3 separate regions of the Mus musculus genome follow, and regions 1 and 2 are each linked to region 3. The links are chromatin contacts, called in public Hi-C maps. All regions are on one chromosome and are shown on one strand. The core of a region is the stretch at or near the end of the contact, and the rest is flanking DNA. Distances in the headings are between cores, read along the strand shown.

Region 1 (3,195 bases), core at 367-2,866, 280 kb after region 3:
GTACACCAAGACCCACACCCTGGAGAGGCATTTAAAACCCCAGTTCAGAACGTGTTCTTTTTCTATTCCCACCTCTAAATCGTAGAACTCCAAAGCCAACGAACCAACCAAACAAAACAAAACAAAAACCAAGAACACCCAGAACAAGGAAATACCGAAGGACAGCAGCAATCAGTGCTAAACTCAGGATGAAGGAGAAAAAAAAGTGTTGCATTTACAGGAATATCAGTGAGTGTCAACAATCCACTGTTTCTGAGAAACAACAGGAAAGGGAAAGCAGCTTTCATGGGAGCATCATTCATGAGAGCATCACACGATGATGCTCCAGGCATGTATATTAGTCACAAAACGAGGTCAGGTGTGCTGGTACACAGCTGTAATCCAAGCACTGAGATGGGGGGGGGGCGGGGGGGGTGTCAAAAGCTAAAGGTCAGCTTCAGCTACAGACTGCAGGTCAAAGCTACATGAGACCTGATCTCAAAATTAAGCACAATTAAATTAAATTAAAAGAGTTGTAGAAAAGAAGTGGGGACCAGGACATGTCTCAGTGGTTGAGGGCATTTGCTGCTCTTGCAGAGGACCAGAGTTTCATAGTGCACACACTAGGCAACTCACAACTACCTGTAACTCTAGCTCCATGGGAAATTAATATTGTCTTCTGTGTTATGCAGACATTTGTACTCATACATACACACACCTACCTATCTACACATGCACACATGCGTGCAGCGCGCGCACACACACACACACACTAAAATAAGTAAAATAGGAGTGGGAGAGATGGCTCAGGAGGTTAGAGTACGGATTCTTACAAAGGACCCAAGTTCAATTCTCAACACCTACATGGAGGCTCACAACCAAGTGAAACTCCATTTCCAGGGAAGTCAATGCCCTCTTCTGACCCGTTCAGACCTAGTGGAGTCAGACATACAGACGAGCAAAAACATTCATCAGCATTTAATAAAGTCTAAAAAGAAAAAACACCTCAAAATAATATGCTTATAAAGAATCAGGAAGGGGAGGGACCACAGTGCGATACTGGCATTCTTATTAAGGAGTGAGCTGAGGCTGCTTTCCTGAAGGCATACTGTACTGACAGCAGTAGCAAGGAGGAGATAGAACAGCTAGCCTCAGACACAGTGACATCAAAGGTCTGCAGTAATTTCTTTATAAACCAGCCCTAGGAATAAATAGAAATGGCACAAAACGTTCTTTGAGTTTTAATATCTGAAGCTAATATAACTCAATGATGCTGTGGAACAGAAGTCCTACCGAATGTCAAAGAGCATTTTAAGAGCTCCAAGAGACTTCATAAAAAAAGATTGTGTCTGTATGACTACAGACACACTTTTACTCATATAATACATCTAAGATGCATCAGATAATAAGAGCCGCCTGCAAAGACTCTGAAAAACCACACCACTGTAAGACGTCTGGAATCAAAACAGCCGCTGAACTCTGGGAGGAAAATTCAGGCTCCCATCCATCCGTGGATTTATTCAGATCTGCTAACAAGCTTGCCGTGGGTCCTGCGAGACACAGCTACACATGAGTCAAGGCCTCTCTCAAGCATCCACAAAGGCCTCATGTGGGATATAGGAGGTGTCACTGGTGAGCCTGGACTGAAACAGATTCTCCCACAGAAAGTTCCAGAACAAGGCTGCAAAAGAGAACTAAACAGTGCCATCTGGTGCAAGAAAAACAGGGAGAAATAGGAGCCGTGGAATTTCCAGCCAGAACCTTGTGTTGAACCTCTGCTGGTGTGAGAATGACTGCTTTCTTTTCTCCTTCAGAAAAATGCCCTAGTGTTTCATGCATAATTCTTCACGCGTTATTTTTTTAATACCATTTTATAACTTTTCAATTAGCATAATCCAAGAGTAACTGAGCTATAAGAACTCTGAAGCCATTTACCATGCTTTCTTTTTTTATACTATGTAGTGACTCTAGGCTTCTTAGTTCTAAATATGACATTTTGGGGGTAAAATTCTACACTTTTTAAAAATGTATGCTCAATATTTGTGAGGAAGACTCATGTACTATTGAATGATTTATTGAAGACTTGATTTCTCCAGTGTTCCAAAAACTGTAACAAGTTATTAAATTACAAAAGAATAAAGCGTCAGTTGACAAGAGGGTGTATTATTTACTAAGTCAACCCACAAAGGTTCTTTAAATAAATTCTTTGTTCCTTTCCTTTTCTTTCTTTTTCTTTCTTTCTTTCTTTCTTTCTTTCTTCATCATCTTCTTTTTTTTTTACTTATTTCCTTTACATCATGCTTACTGCCCCCTTACCAGTTACCCCCTTCCATGATCATTCCTCCACCCTCTCCCCTCCTCCTCTGAGCAGGTGTGGACCCACTTGGTATCCCCCGACCTTTCAAGTCTTGGAGGGGCTAAGTGCATCCTCTCCTACTGAGGCCAGACAAGGCAGCCCAGCTAGAAGAACACATCTCATGTATAGGCAACAGCTTTTGGGATAGCCCCCCTCCAGTTATTCAGGACCCATATGAAAACCAAACTGTAATCTGCTACCTATGTGCATGTTTTTTGGTTGGTAGTTCAGACACTGAGAGCCCCAAGGGTTCAGGTTTCTTGACTCTGTTGATCCTCCTCTGGAGTCTCTCTTCTCTTTGCGGCTAGCTATCCCTCCTCCTATTCTGCCACAAGAGTCCCAGAGCTCCATCAACTGTTTGGCTGTGAGTGTCTGTCTGTCCGAGTCAGCTGCTGGGTGGAGCCTCTCAGAGGCTATTTGGAACAGTAGCACAAACATTGTATAACACCGTCCTTGAAAGAATCCAAGAATATATCCTAGGTTGACAAAAATAACATGGCTAGCTTACTGTCAACAAAAGAAATAAACAAAAAAGACAAACTGACTCACATCCCTGGATATTAGAATATTACTTCCGGGTTAGAGAAATGGCTGGGTGGTTGCAGACAATTGCTGTACTTGCTGCTCTTGCAAACACCCTGGGTACGAAGTCTGCTCAACAGGACCTGTATGGAGCCCCTCCCAACAACATCACTAATCCAGCGCCACAGGATCTGACGCCCTCTTCTGGACTCTAAGAGCAACTGCATGCACATGGCATACACTTACAGACAGACCCAAAAAAACAGCAAAAAAATGCAAAACTTTCCCTGTTAACATCTAAAAGACAAGTTTTCCAGATCCTTTCATGTTGAAAATTA
Region 2 (3,140 bases), core at 192-2,691, 270 kb before region 3:
TTTTTTTTTTTGGTGACAGGATCTCTCACTGAACCTGGAGCTTGCCCATCAAGCTACAAGTGAGAGCAGAGCAAGGACTGTTAAGCTGTTTCTGCTTTCCAACGGTTGTCTAACGGTTTCTTTCCATCCTGGAACAAAAGCTCTTTAAGCAGAAGGGTAAACAGCTCAGAAATAGCTTCGGAAGTCCCTGAAACTGAGCAGTTTTCCTAGGCCCCGCCCTGCCAAAGTAAGTAATAAAAGCTGAGAGTCTTCAGAAATAAAGGATGCTGAGCTGCAAACAGGACTTTCAGCAGAGAAAAGCTGCAAAAGACAGCGAGTCACAGCACCTGCCTGGACAAAGCAGAAACCAGTCATTGCTGTCAGGCAGAGGTTTAGACCCAATGAGGCACTTGGAAAGGACACTATCTAAGCTGTTGAGCTGACTGCAGGCTGTGCACTGTGCAGGATCCCCCGTGCCCCCCCATCTAGGGTTAAGTAAGGTAAGATACGTGTGTTGCATCTCCCCACTAAAAGTTTTGTCACACAACACCATCTCTCTGGGCTTTTAAAATATGGGTTCTGTGGGTTGAACAGGGGTCTTCACATCTGCAAGACAAGCACATTAGCAACTAAACCATCTCTCCGACATGCTACCCTCTTTGCTAGAAAATGGGGTCTCACTGTGTATCTTTGGCTGGCCTGGCCTTGAACTCACAGAGATCAGCCTGCCTCTGCCTCCTAAGTATTGGTGTTAATGGTAAGCACTACCACGACCATCCCAACCTCTTCTATTTTTATTTTTTTAGATAAGACTTTATGTAAGCCAAATTATTCTCAAATTTTCCATATCGCCCAAGATGACCTTGAACTCCTGAGCCTCCTGTTTCCACTTTCTAGTGCTGTGAAGGCATGCCATGATTGGTTTATGCTGTGCTGCGGGCGGAATCCAGAGCTTCCTGTGTGCTAGGCTAGCACTGTACCAACTGAGGCCCATCCCAGCCCTGAAACCTGAGTTTCAATTCCAAACTGTGTGACCTTGGATGGGTCGCTTTAATCTCTCCAAACCTCCTATTATATAAGCGGAAGGGGCTGGGCTAGCTACATCTACATCCCTTCCAGCTCTAAAAATCCTGATCCTTAGTGCAAACACAGTCTGGGCTTGGCTGTTTTGTTTTGTTTTGCCGGTTGAACCCTCTGCACATCAGAGAGTAGGTGAAAGCCAGAGAAACAAGATCTTTGGGAAGCACGCAATCTGAAGAACCAGAAGGGATGTAATTAAAATCAGGGTTCTGTTCCCACAAACACACCCAAGGATCTTCCCATACAAACACCACAGTAATTAACTAACCTGCAAACCACACGGTTGCCACCCTCCAGGCCCTGCCGGGCTTAGCTAGCAGCCTGACTCAGGAATCCAGGCCGTCCTCACCCTCCCAGCCAGCGAGCCTGGCTCCTGACAGCATTCAAGCGTGGTTTGCCCGTGGCGTTGGTGAGACAGGAGCATTTCTCAAAGTCATGCAGGGGCATGAATACATTGCTGGAATTTTCAAAATCATTACACTGATGAGAAGACATGATGAGGAGCCAGCCTGCATCTGAATATCCTTGTATCTGCACTAAAGCCCTTTTTTCTCCTCCCTTTGGCCGCAAGAGGTTTACCAGAGTTGCTGCCAAATTGGTTTCTCAAGGAAGCTGGCTTTAGCAGGACCCTCTCCAGGGACGTGGGCCTCACTGTCTCAGTCCTCCAGGGCTGGGGCATTCCACTAGTTGGGCCAGTCCCTGGCACCATCTGACCAGAGTGGAGTCTATTTTCAACCTCCTCCTTTTTTTAACAACCTTATGTCATGCGTTCACCCAGACTGGCCTTGTGGCCCAGAAATTATATTTGTCCTGTCATCTGGCTAACCTGATAAACTTATAGTGCCCCGGCTGGGGTGCACAGGGCCAGCTGGGGACAGCTGAGGAGGTCTGCTTTAAGTCCCTAGATAACATCAGGGAGAGATGTCCTCAATCACACATTACAAATGAGGTCTGGGAGGACCTGCCTGGGAAAGATAATGTGTTCTCAGACATTTCTGGAGTCGATTCATTGGGCAGGCATCTTGGCTATCTGTATAATCTCAATGGCTTCACCCCTGGGGACCCGGCATTCTGCAGGCACCACGCATCTGATGATCTGAATTCAACAGCTGAAAACTGATGAGCAGGTCTACATAATCTGGCCAGTCGACAGACCAGCAGCTGCTGTCTTGCCTGGAAGTGTGTTCCGAGCACAGAGCTGGGGGCAGGTGAGATGGCTCAACACAGAAAGGTGCTTGCTGCCAAGTCTGATAACCTGAGTTTGATCCCTGGGACCAACAGGGGCAAGGAGAGAAATTACTTCCACAGGTTGTTTGTTCTTTTAAAAAAAATTTTTTTTTTTACTCCATGTGTGTTTTGCCTGTATTTATATGTATGTCTGTGTACCATGGGAACACAATGCCCATAAAAGGATTTGGGACAGCCATTAAGCGATGCTTGTAGTTTGCCATGTAGGCGCTGGGAACTGAACCTAGGCCCTCTGAAAGAGTAGCCGGGCTGGCGAGATGGCTCAGCGGGTAAGAGCACCGTCTGCTCTCCCAAAGGTCCTGAGTTCGAATCCCAGCAACCACATGGTGGCTCACAACACCCGTAATGAGATCTGATCACCCTCTTCTGGTGCATCTGAAGACAGCTACAGTGTATTTATGTATAATAATGAAAAATAAATCTTTGGGCCAGAGCAAGCAGGGCCAACCGGAACGAGCAGAGGTCCTAAAATTCAATTCCAAGCAACCACATGAAGGCTCACAACCATCTGTACAGCTACAATGTATTCATATACATAAAATAAATAAATAAATAAATAAATAAATATTTAAAGAGTAGCCAGTGCTCTCAACCACCACAAGTTGTCCTTAGACCTCCACTTGTACCTTGTGACTTGTGTGCTTCCCCCTCTCCCCGAAATAAATAATTATTAAGAAAAATGTTTAAAACAAGTACAGAGCCGGGCGTGGTGGCACGCGCCTTTAATCCTAGCACTCGGGAGGCAAAGGCAGGCGAATTTCTGAGTTCGAGGCCAGCCTGGTCTACAAAGTGAGTGCCAGGACAGCCAGGGCTACACAGAGAAACCCTGTCTC
Region 3 (3,373 bases), core at 266-2,765:
CGTAAAGAGAACATACCGATAGCCTTGAAAATACCAATCTACCTAGAGACCTGAGCTTAGAGCCTGGAGCACAGAATGAATAGAGACTGATTATTTAGATTTTGTGTGTGTGTGTGCTGCAGTTAAAACTGATTTCTTTGAGATAAAAATTTATGCTATGATAGATAAATGATACAAAAAAGAACAGAAAAAGAAAGCTTAAAATAAGGGCTGTAGCGTATGCTCAGTGGCAGAGCACTTGCCTAGCATGCAGGAGGCTCCCAGGTTGGTTGGCTCCACAGTCCTACTTCCCATGGACCCCCAAGAACTTAAAAACAAGAGAATTTAAAAAGACCTTTTCTACAAAAGGTGCAAAAATAACTTGAAACTACATACACAACAGAGATGAAAACCTACATTCATGTGTTCACAGAAATCTTGTGTACAAGAATTACAATGTGGAAGTAATCCAAGTGCCCACTGGTGAGTGAGCAAACTAAATGGCACATGTGACTACAGGGGAATGTTTCTCATCCTTAAAAGGCATCACAGTTAGCAGTTAGCTGTCAGCTTGACACGGCAAGCAACTCACCTGAAAAGAGTCTTAGTTGAGTACCCTTATCAGGTTGATCAGTGGGGATGTCAGTGAGGGATTGTCCTCATTGCTAATTGACACAGGAAGGCCCAGCCCACTGTGGGCGGCACCACTCCCTGGGCAGGTAGTTATGAACTACATAAAAAAGCTCTCTGAGCATGAGCCTTCCAGATAGTTATCAAGTAGCCATTACTCCATGGTTTTTGCTTCAAGTTCCCGATTGAGTTCAAGTGTTCTCAGAGATGATCTATAACCCGCCGGCTGAGATCAACCCTCTCCTTCCCTAAGGTTTTTACAGTCAGAGTGTTTTCCCATAGCAACGGAGATCAAACACAGAAAAGGAAAGGGCATTCTAACATAAGGGACAGGACAGGCCAACCTTGAGAATGCTATATTAAATGAATGGAGCAGCTCATAATAGGACAAATAAAAATGACCCCACCTACGGTGCCATACCTAGGTTGTGAAAACAATACGCAAAGGGTGACCAAACAGGCTGGAAAAGGACAGACTAAGACTTAGGGTTTCATGATCATGGAGATACAATTGGGAAAGGTGGAGAAAAAAAAAATCTGAGGATTGATAATGATGCTATTGTATGATGGCAATATTTACACTGCAAGATGTGTGTATTCACGACACTAAGGTAATCAACAAGGAAAACTCCATAACAGATGCATGCATGTGCCTGTAAGAACACCAACAGGAGATTCTATAAAAGCGTTATGACTGTACCAACAGACTTCAGGCTTCCAGGGAAAGTGGGGGCACACTGTCTAGGCTAATGCTCCTTCTTCCTTGGTTAGTGAGACCAGAAACCTACTGAAAAGACATTCCAGATGCCCGAAACTAAGGAGATTCACAAATAAATAAGCAAGACTCTACAAAGCCATAGCAGGCCAGTGGCAGGATCTGACTGGTGGACATCTGCCACGCTTCACACAGGCCAGATGTCTTGGGGCAGATGATGGATTAGGGCAACGACCTGGGGTTTCCTTCAGGATCACTCTGGACATAGAATGATTAGGAAGGAAGAAAAAAAATATCAGTCGGTTCCCAAAGACACCCTCTGACGGAGCACTCCATCTCAGGGACCTTCATTCTTCATCAGGCAGGCGAACGCTGGGACTATGACAACATGCCTGTAATTAAGCACGTTCTTATCCTCTCCTAGCAGAAGCCCATTGAAGATGAAAAGGATCAAGACACAAACCGCACAGGCTAATTAGGGATGCTCCCCTCCCCCGCCTCAGGCCTTCAGCTGAAAACACCATTTCACACCGTTACATCACAGGGAGAATAGGCTCTGGGGACCACTCTGAGACAGCCAGTGACCAGGAAAGAACAAAGCCACAGTAGAAAAGGGAACCAGGGGACCAAGAGCCTACGTGCGCCCATCCCACACTGCACTTCTGGATTCTCCAGGATGCGATTTGGCAAGCTGCAGCCTGCAGACCAAATCAAACCCACACTGCACTCCATGAGCTTAGTGTTACATTTGTAAATTGTTGGGAAGGGGCGGGGGGGAGGGGGGACAAAACAATGAACACACGACAGAGCCATATGTGGCTGTAAAAGCTAAGATACTCACTGGCATTTATAGAGCAAGTTTGCTCATCTATGCCTAAGAAACAGGGATAATGAAGCCATGTGTTGAGTACCAACGAGGAGGAGGGTAAAGAGACCTATAAATGCTCACAGGGAGAGCAAGGGAGACGAATCCAACAGTAAAGTGATTCCCTCATGGGTACGAAGACCTGAGCTGTGATCCTGGCACAAACACAAAAGAAAAAGCAAAATAGATACGATAGGGTCGGCTTGTTACCCCAGAGATGGGTAGACAAAGACAGAAGGATCCCTAGGATCCCCTAGACAGCAGCCTCGTCTACCTTCCAAGTTCAAACCCTGTGAGAGACTCATGTCACAGAAGAGGGGGTGAAAGAAATGTAAAAAACCAGAGGGCAGACGGGGATGAGAGCCGCACAAGATGCCTTCTAGAAATGAAGTATCAACCACTCGTGAGCATGTTGCTGCTTTGCTTGACCACACGCATCCCAGTATTTCATCATGGATGAAGGAGATGCCTGAGAGGCTCTGCCTCTCCCTGAAGGCTCTAGACAACTAATGGTTGTTGGAAAGGAGGATGTCATTCACTGGTGAAGCCTCTGGAAAGCTGCTCCTCTCCTGGTAAATAACACCACATACAGCGTGGAGTGAGGATCTCTCATTAAACTCAGTGGATCACATGCTAAAGGAAGGCCCACGGACAGGAGCAAGATTTGTTGAGAAGAATTTCAGCAAGAGACTGAGCGAGTCTGTCTTATGAGTTTTACTGCTGTAAACAGACACCATGACCAAGGCGAATCTTATAAGGGCACCATTTAATGGCGGCTGGTTTAAAGGTTCACTGGTTCAGTCCATTGTCATCAAGGCAGGAGCATGGCAGCATCCAGGTAGGCATGGTGTAGGAGGAGCTGAGAGTTCTACATCTTCACTTGAAGGCCGCTAGGAAAAGACTGGCTTCCAGGCAGCTAGGATAAGGGTCTTATAACCCATACCGGCAATGACACACTTACTCCAACAAGGGCACACCTACTCAAACAAGGACACATCTACTTCAGTAAGGACCCACCTACTCCAATGAGGACACACCTACTCCAATGAGGACACACCTCCAAATAGGACCACTCCCCGAGCTAGGCATTCTTAAACGACCACAGAGTCACAGATGAAACCCAGGGTCAAAATGACTGAAATTTATTATGTATACGTATGAGGGTGTCAAACAATTTTAGAAAA

Evidence for each region. Hi-C and Micro-C count contacts between places; a contact is called where the count stands out from the background.
Region 1: a Hi-C map of cortical neurons shows a contact between it and region 3, with 4 times the contacts expected there. The contact joins two enhancer-like sites. A contact is called at or near these places in 4 of 484 Hi-C or Micro-C datasets (the HL-1 cell line, cerebral cortex, cortical neurons and 1 more) and 1 of 115 datasets of contacts at active chromatin or transcription factors (embryonic basal ganglia).
Region 2: a Hi-C map of the N1E-115 cell line shows a contact between it and region 3, with 2.9 times the contacts expected there. The contact joins two enhancer-like sites. A contact is called at or near these places in 3 of 484 Hi-C or Micro-C datasets (the N1E-115 cell line, nephron progenitors and uterus) and 1 of 115 datasets of contacts at active chromatin or transcription factors (embryonic basal ganglia).

The regions. Positions count from the first base shown.
Region 1 is chr5:132,112,040-132,115,234 of GRCm38.p6, forward strand. The region is part of intron 2 of Auts2 (autism susceptibility candidate 2); the gene reads right to left. Among named protein-coding and RNA genes, the nearest start is that of 4930563F08Rik, 230 kb to the left of the region's middle. Within about 2 kb of position 1,617, at least 12 of the 459 cell types and tissues checked have an H3K27ac peak or open chromatin away from gene starts, as enhancers often do. A contact at or near this core is called in cortical neurons, where this site is marked.
Region 2 is chr5:131,556,775-131,559,914 of GRCm38.p6, forward strand. All of the region lies in intron 5 of Auts2 (autism susceptibility candidate 2), which reads right to left. Among named protein-coding and RNA genes, the nearest start is that of Gm29681, 140 kb to the left of the region's middle. Within about 2 kb of position 1,442, at least 39 of the 459 cell types and tissues checked have an H3K27ac peak or open chromatin away from gene starts, as enhancers often do. A contact at or near this core is called in the N1E-115 cell line, where this site is marked.
Region 3 is chr5:131,831,541-131,834,913 of GRCm38.p6, forward strand. The region is part of intron 4 of Auts2 (autism susceptibility candidate 2); the gene reads right to left. Among named protein-coding and RNA genes, the nearest start is that of 4930563F08Rik, 47 kb to the right of the region's middle. Within about 2 kb of position 1,516, at least 27 of the 459 cell types and tissues checked have an H3K27ac peak or open chromatin away from gene starts, as enhancers often do. A contact at or near this core is called in the N1E-115 cell line and cortical neurons, where this site is marked.